Regions from separate parts of the Mus musculus genome. Here region 1 is linked to region 2. The links are chromatin contacts, called in public HiChIP or PLAC-seq maps. All regions are on one chromosome and are shown on one strand. The core of a region is the stretch at or near the end of the contact, and the rest is flanking DNA. Distances in the headings are between cores, read along the strand shown.

Region 1 (6,207 bases), core at 2,627-5,126, 110 kb before region 2:
GATGGGTCGGGTCAGTCAGTGCTGGGAAGGAGAGAGGAGGGAGGGAATGAGCTGGGATGTCATTACTTGGAAAGGTCACAGGGTCACTGACAGTGGCAAGAAACAGATTTTTCCAGCTGCTTTCAGGCTGAGATTTGCTCTGCATAATCTGCATGCTTTTATCTGTTTCTCAAAATAGACAGGAATTTTTTCCACAGGCTGCTCCAATCTGGCTGTGGAGACGTGAGGGAGGATGGAGGAGACAGTTGCATGGAGTCCGGTATGTTCGTTTGGAGCCCCCATCCTCCACTAGTCCCTCCCTTGCACCAGCCCTATGGGATGGCAGTATCTTAATGTCCCCCGAAGAGGAGTCTCAGAATTGTGATAGATACTTTCCACTCTGAATTTTGCTTAGCATCAGAGTAAGCCATTCTTTCTCCTTTTTGCCTTAAGCATACAGAATAGAAGACCTTGATGGGGTCAGAAGCACAGCTCCTTGACCCTCTAGAACAACAGCATCACTTAGGAGACAAAGGAAGCGGGGAAGACAGCGGCTCCATCAGACCATATGGGTGTTACCAGTTCCACAAATCATTCTCCACCTTTGTCCTAGCCTACAAAGAAGCATCACAAATTATCTACAGAGATCTTCTGGAAGGTTCACTCTGGATTAAATCAGGCTCATCTCTCAGCAGCTGGTCCCTCTCGCCTGAGATCAAAAGGATCTTGAACCTTCCAAGTGAACTGCTGTCAAGCGAACAGCAGGAGGACCTCAAATATTATTTACATAGAGTTTTCTTTCTCCAATTATGTATTGGTTTCTTCTTGTTACAAGCCTATTTTATAAACATGGAAACCAAGACACAAAAAAGAAAACAGTGTCGGGATTATGTAGGCAGCCATTAGGCCATTAGGCCAGAAATGAATATATCTTGATACCACCTATATTTATTCCAGCATTTCCTTTCAATTGCCTACAGAGAGAGAGAGAGAGAGAGAGAGAGAGAGAGAGAGAGAGAGAGAGAGAGAGAGAGAGAGAGAGAGAGAGATGGAGGGAGGGAGGGAGAGAGAGCTTAGTTGTTTTGAGCATGCAGGAGAACATGCCAGCCTTGATTTTCAACTTGGAATTTCTCAGGCCTACAGGAAACTGATCTGAGCCTTTGAGGCTTTGCTGAGCTCCTTTGCAAGTGTCCTCTAAAGTAGACTTCGTTGTAAATGGAAGGAGACCATTTGCAAATGAAAGCAAGAGGAGCACACCAGATTGCTAAAGCTGGCAGTGCCTAGTGGCTCTGAGATGCCTTCCTTATATCAGATAGCTGGGAGGAGGGTAACAAAAGCAGAAATATGAGCTTCCAATCATCCCCTCTGGCCAACGTCCTTGGAGAACTCTTGTTGATGGCTGTGCCTAGAACCTGCAGTGTGGGAGTCAGTTTCCTAATGACAGCTTTTCAACACCAGGCAGAGTTAGGGATCAAGGGGGAAGTCTTGTTTCTCAGCTCTCACACCTGGTGCTACGGTGGCGTGGCATCACAAAGACAGCTGTAGTGCGTGGGGAAAGGACAGTGCTCCGAGTCTCATCAGTTTTAGACCTGGTCATCAAAGAGGAAAGACAAGGGGGAGAAACTTCCCAAAATCGGAGGGAGATGGACCAAGAGTCAGGAAGGAGGGAGACTAGAGTGAGGAGACAAGAACCAGAACAATGGTAACATGGAGGTAGCCAACCGCCTTCATATAGCAAGGCAGGGAAAGCCAGAGAGAAAGGAAGCAAAGTCATTTTAGCAGAGAGTGAGCCTGCCATTGGCTCCAGCACTTGCTGTAGCCCCATGCCTCCAGGGGTACATAGACAAACCATGTGACCTACCCTTCCAGGGCCTTCTAGCTCAAAGCAACTCAGAGGAAAGAGGAGCAGGGAGCTGGCTGGTTTTTGATGCATGGAACGAAGCAGGCTGGTATCTGAGTCACCTCCTCTTCTGGAAGCACCAGTGCACATAGAAACTGACTGATGCCACTGATGTCATCTGGTGGTGACTTGGACAAGAGGAAATGGTGGCACACGGGGCCAGGCACTTGTCCACACTGTTCTTCAATTCCCCCAGTACAGCTCAAAGGATGTAGAACTGTAGCTCTTTCATGATAATAAATAAAGTCATAAAAGGAAAAAAAAATAAAAGGAGTACATGCAGGGGACAGACTTTAAAAAGGATGCTTGATGTAAGGAAAACAGACTTTCATTACTCTTGTTAGTCCATTGGGAGGACACTGTGTGGCAAAAGGCACACAGGAAGACAGAAGCTTAAGCCTATCTTTGCCACATAGTGTGCTTGGTATCTTGCAATAGGAAAATGATACCTACCATGCAGAGTTCTTATGAAGACTTGTTACTCAGTGCTCAGCTTTTGAGAGATGGATATCTGTTGGCTATTAACAAACTTTTTGCTGACTCCCACACTCAGCCCAAGAGCCGGCTTTCCTAGGTGGCATTCTTGTTGGATGTTTCACCCCACTCCTTATACTTGTTTTATGCTGCTTTGCAGTGGAATGTCAAGAGCCTGTTGTCCCAGCCATTCCTTTTCTGGTGTATACAGGTAGGTGGCTCATTTATCACCAACTAGGCACAGAGCTGGGGTAGAAGCACTTGGCTTCTTGGGTGCTGTTACTTCCTCTACAGCTTGTCTGCCTTTTTGTACAGGTGAACTTGATGGTTCTTAAGATAGCTGAGTGCATTGCCTGGTCTCCATGCTGACTCAGAGTCCTTATCTGTGATATCTATAGAAGAAAAGATAGGGTCAAAACTGAATGAACAAGAAGTCCACTGTAAAAGTAGTTCTCTCTCTCTCTCTCAAGATTTATTTCATGTATGTGGGTATATTGTCACTGTCTTCAAACACAACAGATGAGGATCCCATTACAGATGGTTGTGAGCTAACATGTGATTACTGGGAATTGAACTCAGGACCTGTGGAAGAGCAGTCAGTGCTCCTAACTGCTGAGCCATCTCTCCAGCCCATAAAATTAATTCTTGGTGGGTAGGTTCTATGCCTCCTTTGTTCTCAAACAACTGTTGGGTGTTTCTACACCCTCTCTAGCTCACGTTTGCTCTTCCCAAAAGACACAGAGACCTGGTATTTTTTTAAGCTGCAAGCCTAAGCTGGGCAGATTCTGAGCCACTTTGACCTCCAAGGCTGCTGCTTTCCCAGCCATGCGGTCCTTTATCTTCGATCTGAGTCTTGCCCTAGTTCATTCTGGTCCATGTGTATCCCATGGAAACTCCCTTGGTGACCTGTTCATGGCAACTCCTCATGGTCTCTCCACATCTTCCATTCCTTGTGGTCTTTCTCTACCTGTCTGTCTCCTTTAGGACACCCTAACTGGAACAGGAAGTCCTGCCCTATTGTCTTCTGCTATTCTGTTATTCCCTACTCTGATCCAGCTCTTTATTAACCAATCAGGAGGTATGAACAAGAATGTTTACTAAACACTGAAACAGGTGATGCTTCATAAAAATTACAATACCAAAGTCTGTCCTGGACTAACTCTCTGCCAGTAGAGAAATCAGCATTTGAATCATACAAAGACAGCCTTTACACAGTGCACAAAACCATCCTCTGACACCCCACCTTTTGTTTATTTCTTATCTGGGGGGGGGGGTTCAAATACCCTCCGTCTCTTAGGTGCTATCAGGGCAGCAGCAGAGACTTTCTTTTGTAACTGAGGATCCCTCTCTGCTTCCCTGGGAGGAGGTAGAAGTCATGACACCGTGCTGTGGAATGCTCTATCCACTTGCTTTGGATTTTAGGAATCCATCCAATGACCATGCAGGAAGTCATCTCAACCTTCCTTGCCCGTAAGGAGCTTTAAAATTGGCCAGAGCCTCGGAGGCAGTTGAGCTATTAATGGAAAGTGAATCAACTCTGAGGCCCTTAAAAGTTAATGCTACTTGTGTAGTATAAACCACACTCCCATAGACCTTGAACGTCTAGGAAGCCTTGTGGCTTCCTAGAAGAAACAGCCTCCTCAGAAGCTGTGCTGCTTTTGTGTTTGTGTCAGGCTGAGTAGGTATGCCTCTTCAACTAGGATGCGTTAGCATCGGCCCAGGCAGGACTGAAGGATATTTCCAATGAGACTTGGAAAGAATGGGACCACACCCTTAGTCCAACCTCCTGTCCGAGCCAAGTTCAATCTCAGGATTTCCGTTTCCTATAGCTCCTAGGAAAGAGGGGCTAGACCCTTGCAAAAGGGGACTCTTCTAATTCCAGGCGAGGCTTACCTTTCAGAGAATGGGCCTGTTGGCACACACTAGTAGTTGGGGCTCATCCGACCGTACTGGCCCCAGCCCCTGAGGGTGATTGGGCAGCTGGCTATCCATACCACTCAGCCTCCCGACTCAGGACCGCTTTGGAAACCTGGCCTCTCTCACTTACAGCTTCACTCACAGCTGCTGCTTGAAAGTCTTCCCTACTACTAACGTCAAAGACTTTAGAGCAGCACTCTCCACCTTCCTAATGCTGCGATCCTTTAATACAGCTCCTGATGCAGTGGTGACCCCCCCCCCCCCCACTGCCCAGCCATAAATTTATTTCTGTTGCCACCTTATCACTATAATTTTTCTACTGTTATGAATTGTAATGTAAATATCCGATATACAGGACATCTGATGTGTGACCCTGTGAAAGGGTCGTTCAGCCCCCCAAAGGGTTGCAACTCTTAGGTTGGGAGCCACTTCTTTAAATAATTACCTAAATGCGCTATCTCTTTCTCCATGGTCACAGAAGGAATTATGTCCAGGGATTGCAGTCTATAGGGGGAGGCTTGCCTTCCCCGTTCTCTACATGCATACACAAAGGCAAGCTTGCATGCATACATGCTTTCTACCCCCGACCAACTCTATCATCAGCTGAGCCCTGTTTCCTTCCACGGCAGGGTCCTTGGAGCCCAGCGCTGAGCTGGTGTTGGCTCTAAAAATAACCGTGTCCGCGGTGATGAATGGGAAGGCATTTGCTCTCCTTTCCCTGCCTCAGCGCTGGGCCTGACTCATGTTGGGAAATGACATTCTGTTAACACAAGCACTTTTGTTTCCTCCTGTGCTCATTGAACATCCGGTGAGGGCCCTGGCCAGGCCTGGCTTTCAATTTTCAAAGCCTCTTTGGGCGGTGGGGTGGGGTGGGGCGTCTATTCCATATCTCTATCTTGTGGCATTAAGGATACTTTTAGACTGAGAAGCATCTTGAACATCCCTGGAGGATGCCAAGGATGTGATGGATCTGGGTCCCAGCAACACGTAAACCAGGCATGGTGGCCTACACCTGTGATCTTCGAAGTCGAGGGAGAAGTACCAGACGCTTTTAAACTTAAATACACCCTCAGATGACCCGAGAGTTTGAGGCCAGCCTGGACTGCCTAAAGAACCGTGGGAGGCAATCCCGCCTGAGAAGAAGATGTTGGCTTTAGGGAAGTTCCAGCTTCAGCTCTTGTTTTGAACTCAGGTGCCTTCACAAAGCTAATAAGGAAGCAGGGGTGTGTGCTAGCCCTTATGCAAAGTCATTCACTTTGTCCTGTTCTTCCACTCCGAAAGAGTCTCTGTTCTCGAATCTTGGATTTTTCCATACACAAAACGAAAACTGTTGGGCTGAAACCTTTAGAAGTTTACTGTAGCCTTGGCAGCCTACGCTTTCTCTTCCCTCGGGTGACTCCAGATCCTCCCACACCAGAGCTTCTTTTGTTTGAGGAAAGACTGGGATTTGGGGACAGATTCAATGGCAAGCTGCTTCTTGAGGAGGGTGCTGTAATGGGATCTCATGGCTGCTTAGTGATTCTATGCGAGCACAAGGCCATTTTAGGGTGTAATGTCAAAGTTTACCAGACACTATCTTGGACCAACTCTCCTTTTTCCATGAGACCAAAATCGTTATCCTCAAAAGCATTACTAATTATGCGCATCCACCAGATGCTAGATGGCCTTGGCTAGAAAGCAGAGGACCCACGCTGGGGGTCACCCACCTCACTGGGGTTTTTCCTTAGCTCAGCTTCTATTGGAGGACCTGGCTAGAAGCCAGGCTATGCCCTGGAATAAATGACCTGTCAAGTCATCAGCTATAGCCCTGGGAGGTGCTCCTAGTTCTACTTAGCCTTTCATTTATCTTTATAGCAGTGAAACCAACTTGTCTAGAAGCCTACCTCACTGGGGAGAAGGTTAACTTACAAGGTCCAAGTTTAAAAAGAAATGAAAAA
Region 2 (5,979 bases), core at 2,489-4,988:
GTGGTGGTGACCCCCAACCATAAAATAATTTTTGTTGCTACTTCATAACTGTAACTTTGCTACTGTTATGAATCATGATGTAAATATCTGTTTTCCAATAGTCTTAAACAACCCCAGTGAAAGGGAAGTTCAACACATACCCCACCCCCGCAAAGGAGCCACTGTGGTTGAGAACCATTTTTATGGAGGTTGTCTCCTCCTTCTCTGAACTGCTGTGGAATGTTGGAGGCAGTCCTGGATGTTCACTGTGACCAGCCCCGGGAAGACAGAGAATGGGAAAAGTAGAGAGAAAGGACATCCAGGTGAGACTTGGGTATCATGCTTGTGTAGGAGCAAGAGATAGGACAAGCTGTTAGGAAAATTCGGACAGGGAGAGCTATTGGTCGAATGACTGGGAAAGGGGCCAGGTCATCGTGGTTCCCAAGCCAGAAGGGAATGGGGGTAGAGTGCAGGACAGAGCTGCCTTGAGTGACTAATGAGTTGGTATTGTTTCTTATTAACTAAACCGTATGAGAGTGCTATAGGGTGCTGAAAGTGAGCAATTTAAGGGGCTGTAGGTTTTGTTCAGTAGGTTCTAGATATAAGCTCAGAGTCAGAATATAAATATACCTACTTCCTCTATCTTTCCTCCTCCCAGAGTGTGACCACATGTAGAGTGCCAAGATCCACCTCCCTGGGCCTTCATGATATGTTGCTGGAGATCACGGTGTACGAACAGGGACCATCTTGACTTCGAGGGAGCCCTCACAGTCCTTGCTGGGAGACACATGAATGGTGTAAGAACAAAGGAGAAGCAGGAAAGTTGAGCCATGGGGAGATGATGTCAGGAGGAGGAGAGAGGAAGATTGGACCAGGGAAAGGAGAGGAGAAAAGACCTGTGCCCAGCGAATAGGTGACACCACGAAAAACTCTTCCCTTTGACAATGAACATAAGAGCTATATGTGCATCTGTCCTGGAAAGCAAAGAGCTCTGAGCAACATTTTCAAAACTTTCAGACATCTTAGGCTGTATCCCCCCTACCCGCCCCCGAACTGACTACCAGCTCCATTAAAGAACCTTCAAGACCTCTGCACTTGACAGATCAGAAATCTGTAGGCAAGTGACTAATGGTGGGACTCAAGGGGACCAGAGGGACTTCTCCAGACAGAACAGGAATGTAGAGGATGAGGTGTCACAGCAGAGGGACAGAGGATTCTAGCCTACTCTTTCTTTCAAAAAAGATCAGGTCCCCCAAGCCCAATAGACTAGTGGTACCCCAAAGTTGCCTGAGCAGCCCTGTTCTTTCCAAACCAGTACCTGAGCCACCACCCAGACCCTCTGCCGTGCCTCAAGACTTTATGCCTTGAGCTTGTGTTTTTTCCTCTACCCTCTGTCCAGCTGGGAGTGGAATCATAACATCACAGCTTCCCTTAGTCACAGAACAAAATCCATACTCTTCAGCCTTAGCATAATTGGCATGTTTGTGTTCCACGTGGCACATGCTGCCAATCTGCCACCGCTTTACTAAGGTTTCATCATGGAAAGCAAGAGCAGAGGATGTAAGGAGTGAGGTAGGAAGCCAGGAGAGTCAACATTGGTATGTAAGACCAACTAGGTGCAGCCTACATCAAATGTTCTGATAGCTTGATCCTCTAGAGCCATCTTCCAAGATGCTATATGGGCCTTTTGACTCTCAGATCAATTCAAACCTCAGAGGCTGCAGGGCAGCCTGAAAGAGGAAGTGGGTTTGTGGGTGGGTCTGGACCAGCGGTTCTCAACCTTCCTAATGCTGTGTGACCCTTCAGTGCAGTTCCTCATGTGGTGGTGACCCCAACTATAAAATTATTTTTGTTGCTACTTCATACTCGTAATGTAAATAGCTGTGCCATCCAATGCTCTAAGGAGACTCCTGTGAAAGGGTCATTCATCAAGGAGTTGTTGAACACAGATGGAGAATGGCTGGTCTGGAGTGACAGACAGTCTGTGCCCATTGCGATTAGAGAGGCTTTGGTTTATAAGTGTCTGGGACACAGCCAGGAGCCAATGGTCCCTAAACCATGGGGCTGAAAGGAGGACCTAGAAGGCACCACACCTACAAGCCCGCTCTCCATCCTTTCCTGACAGTGGGCATCTTAATGCCCATGGTATCACCTGGGCCACACCTCCCTAAACTAGAAAATAGCTTTGTGCATCCATTGTACTCCTGGCCCTTCTCCTAATAGAAACTTTTCAGTGCACTTCCCTGCAGCCCCCTATACCTCTCTTGCTACGCAGGTGGTAGGGTTGATCATGGGATGAGAAAGTGAGTCTGATGGCAGAGTGAGGCTGTGCCCAGGGAGCCCTCCACCCACACACACCCCTGAAGGCTTCCCCTGGCCCATCCCCACCTGCCCACCCTGCTGCTCTCCACTTGGTCAGTAGAGGTGAACCAACACAGTGGGCCTTCTGCCCACTTGCATCACCTGGGCCCCTCTGGTGTGTTGCGGTAGTGCCGGGGCTGTGGACTCTTTCTCAGCTGAGCGCTTTAGGGCTGGGAGGCTTTGTGGTCAACCTGAAGGATGTGAAAAATGCTAGGAGCTCCTCTTTGAGGTACTCTGCAGTAAGCATCCCTTTCTATGTCTCATCCACAATCCAGATCTTCTCACAGGATCTCGTTAGCACTTTCTACCTGTGACTCCAGGTCTGGAAGGGGAGCCTTTGGCTTGAGCAAGGACTTCCAGTGGGGGCTTCAAGGTAGTCAGACTGCTCCAGACTAAAGATACAACGGTGGTACCAGGGAATCAGCATGAATGTACTTCCTTCCTTTGGGAGCAGAGGATCCCACAGCCTTCTCCACATAAATCGTTTTCCAGGGCCTGCCTCGAACTGCTCCAGAGCTGACTAGAAAGTTCCAGAGGTAAAAATACAAATGCTGTAGCCAGAGGGAACTTGGAGGTCGAAAAGCTCTTTCACAGGAGTGTCAGATATCCTGCATGTTGTATGTTTACATTATGATTCATAACAAAAGCAAACTTGTAGTTATGAAGTAGCAGCAAAATAATTTTTATGGTTGGGAGTCACCACACATGTGTTAAAGGGTCACACAGCATTAGGAAGGTTGAGGACCACTGCTCTAGAGTGATCTCTCTGTGTGTGTTCCTTACTGCAGAGGCACAATTAAGTAATTCAATCCCCATGAGCTGGTTCATGTGTTCATTCATCCAGCAAGCAAGTTACTAACTCTAGGAGATTGTTGATCACGAAGTGCAGCAGCAGCATGGGGTCCGTAAGCAAGCCACTAGAAAGCCAGAAGGGAACCAGCTATCTGCTTTCCAACAAGGAAAACTGGCACTGCCTAAGGGAGTTATGGAGTGGGACTTTTAAAACTGGGTTGTGAAGAATCAGTAAGACTTGGGGAGCAGGGGAGGATGGTGGTGAACCAGTAAAGAGATAATAGGCAGAGTTGGTAGGTTCCAGGTAAGGAAGGGGAGGTGTGCCAAGTTTTGGGGTATGAGGACAACCCCATGAGAGATGATTTCTCTCCCTCTCTATTAGAAAAGCAGCAGCTAGATGAACAAAAGCCTATGACTTTTCGAGACTGTACATTCTCAATACAGCATTCGGTGAAGGAGAAGGGACTGTGGGCATGAGTGGAGGAGAGGGGAACACTGAGACAGATCAGGAAAAGCCTGTCTGAGCTTACTCCCAAGACTGAGGGACACTACAACGGCAAGGCATTCAGGAGACAGGAAGGCACATGTGAGGTTTCTGAGGCAGGAACGCCGCTTCCAGCTCATCAGGGAGGAATTTGAGGTAGATAGAACCCTGGGTTGGCAGGAGATGGGCAGAGTAAGGCAGGGAGATTGGAAGCTGAGGCAGCTTTGTGGTAGCAACCAGTGAGTGAGGTGTGTTTTAGGAAAAGTATCTCATCTAGCTGTTAAGGAGACAAAGGGACAGAGTTAGACTAGTTAGATCAAGGGTCCCAGCCATAGGTGCAGGTTGGAGTTGCCTGCAGAGATTAGTAAGGCTGTCTGGAGCCCACTCCCAGAAGTCCTGTTTCCCTTAGTTTGAGGCACAGCTTAAGGAGTGGGAATTATTTAAAGATCCACAGGAGACATACGTGCACAACACAAACCACAAACCTTGAGTTAGTAAGAAGGGCATTGCTAAGAAGGAGGGGGAGATAAAGGAGGGGAGGGGAGGGAGGGAGGGGTGAGGAAGAAAACAAAGAGGAGGAAATAGAAGGGGGAAAAGAGGACAAAGAGAATATGTCTGTACCCTGGACAATGTCTTGACCTAGAGTAATGTACTAGAGAAGAGGAAAGGATGGAGGTTTGAGGGGGTAGAATGGAACCAAGAAGAGTTCTGCCACACACACACACACACACACACACACACACACACACACACACACACACTAACCTACACACACACACTCACACTCATACATACACACACACACACACATACACACACACTCACTTGCACATACATTCACACACACATATACATACAAGCTTACACACTCAGACACATGCTCACACATTCACACTCATACACACTCACACACATTCATGCACACATACACACATACTCATACACACTCACACACACTCATATACACACATACACACTCACACATGCTCACACACTCACACTCATACACACACTTGCATATACTCATACACATACAATACACACTCACACACTCACACACACTCACTCACACACACTCAGTTTGGGAACAGACAAAATCCTGGAGAAATACCACTTGTGGGTTCCAACCACGAATTTAAGTTTGGACATGTTGAGTCTTTAGTACTTCTGACCCATGTGAGTGATTAGCTGACACCTGGATACACAGATCTAAAAGATCAGGGAGTCTGGGTTTGGGGCATCCAGGACACTGAAGCAGGAGGGTCTCCCAGAAGTGGCCAATCTCCCTCTACTTTATCTCTAGTTACTACATAGTTCGATAATTCCATTCTACTAGAGGCCAAGTCACCCACTGGCTCTTGATTGTGGATTCTTGTGCTGACTCCAGTGTCCTAGTTTGGGAATTAAAAGCAGGGACAGAATTAAAAGCAAGATTTAGCCAGATACTTGTACATTAACATTCATGCCTATCAGTATCTTGGAAGGAGTAAATAAAACCTTAAATATCCATACAATGGGATATTATTCAGCAATAAAAATGAATGAATTATGCTATGAGCTGGAACACGGCACAAAAGCACCAAAACACATTATCCTGCATTTGTCCATTGATAACAAGGACAGAAGATATGTGGCTTCACTTGTAGAGGCCCCTAGAATAGGCAAGTTCATAGAGACAGACAGTAGCTGTGATTCTGTTTCTAATAAGAATGTTCTAGAAACAGATAGGTGTGACGTTTGCACAATATTATCAATGTACTCGAAGCCACTGAATCATACACTTAAAACAGTTAAGCTGGTAGACTTTACGTGTGTTTTCCACAATAAAAAAGTATCTGCATAACTATTTTATATGGGGTAAAAGGCAAACCAGTCATCATTGATAATTACTGTATTGCTATGGTGGACGAGTGTTCCAAAGTTCGCAGGCAGATTGGCAGGCATAAAGGTGCTGTGTAAACACAGCCTGTTCTGGCCCAGACCTGTTGCTCACCGCCTGCTCCAGCCAAAGACTTGATGACCAAGTTCAAGAACGAATGGTTGATGGCATCACAGAGCCGTGCCCATGTTCACCCTGAAAGCCTGTTGTTCCTTGCTCTCTGAAAGGATTCCCTTTGGGGACCAGGGATTATGGTCTTGGCTGAGAGATCTAAGATAGTTAGTTGTGCTGTTGATAGAAAAGATAGACTCACAAGAGGCCAAGTTCCCGCCAAGCCCCAATCATAGGCACTTGTTCTGAGCTTAGCCTGGTCCAGTTTTCTGGACTGGGAAAGAGAAGCTCTGGGGAAGGAATGTGGTACCTCTGACCTGGGACAAGAACCCACTGGCCTGAGTATGTGAACTGCTTCTTATTTTTCCAAGCA

The links. HiChIP or PLAC-seq counts read pairs in DNA pulled down with a chosen protein or histone mark.
Region 1: an H3K27ac HiChIP or PLAC-seq map of embryonic fibroblasts shows a contact between it and region 2, with 19 read pairs. The contact joins two enhancer-like sites. A contact is called at or near these places in 1 of 15 datasets of contacts at CTCF or cohesin (the NIH/3T3 cell line), 5 of 484 Hi-C or Micro-C datasets (the HL-1 cell line, double positive thymocytes, embryonic fibroblasts and 2 more) and 4 of 115 datasets of contacts at active chromatin or transcription factors (the NIH/3T3 cell line, double positive thymocytes, embryonic fibroblasts and 1 more).

What each region holds. Positions count from the first base shown.
Region 1 is chr17:73,066,405-73,072,611 of GRCm38.p6, reverse strand. Gm41616 (a long non-coding RNA gene) reads left to right here. Exons shown (of 4, transcript XR_876944.3): 3 at 198-259; 4 at 433-835. Among named protein-coding and RNA genes, the nearest start is that of Gm41616, 15 kb to the left of the region's middle. Within about 2 kb of position 3,876, at least 84 of the 459 cell types and tissues checked have an H3K27ac peak or open chromatin away from gene starts, as enhancers often do. A contact at or near this core is called in the HL-1 cell line, the NIH/3T3 cell line, embryonic fibroblasts and 1 more, where this site is marked.
Region 2 is chr17:72,956,845-72,962,823 of GRCm38.p6, reverse strand. No RefSeq gene overlaps it. Among named protein-coding and RNA genes, the nearest start is that of Gm23649, 28 kb to the left of the region's middle. Within about 2 kb of position 3,738, at least 42 of the 459 cell types and tissues checked have an H3K27ac peak or open chromatin away from gene starts, as enhancers often do. A contact at or near this core is called in the HL-1 cell line, the NIH/3T3 cell line, embryonic fibroblasts and 1 more, where this site is marked.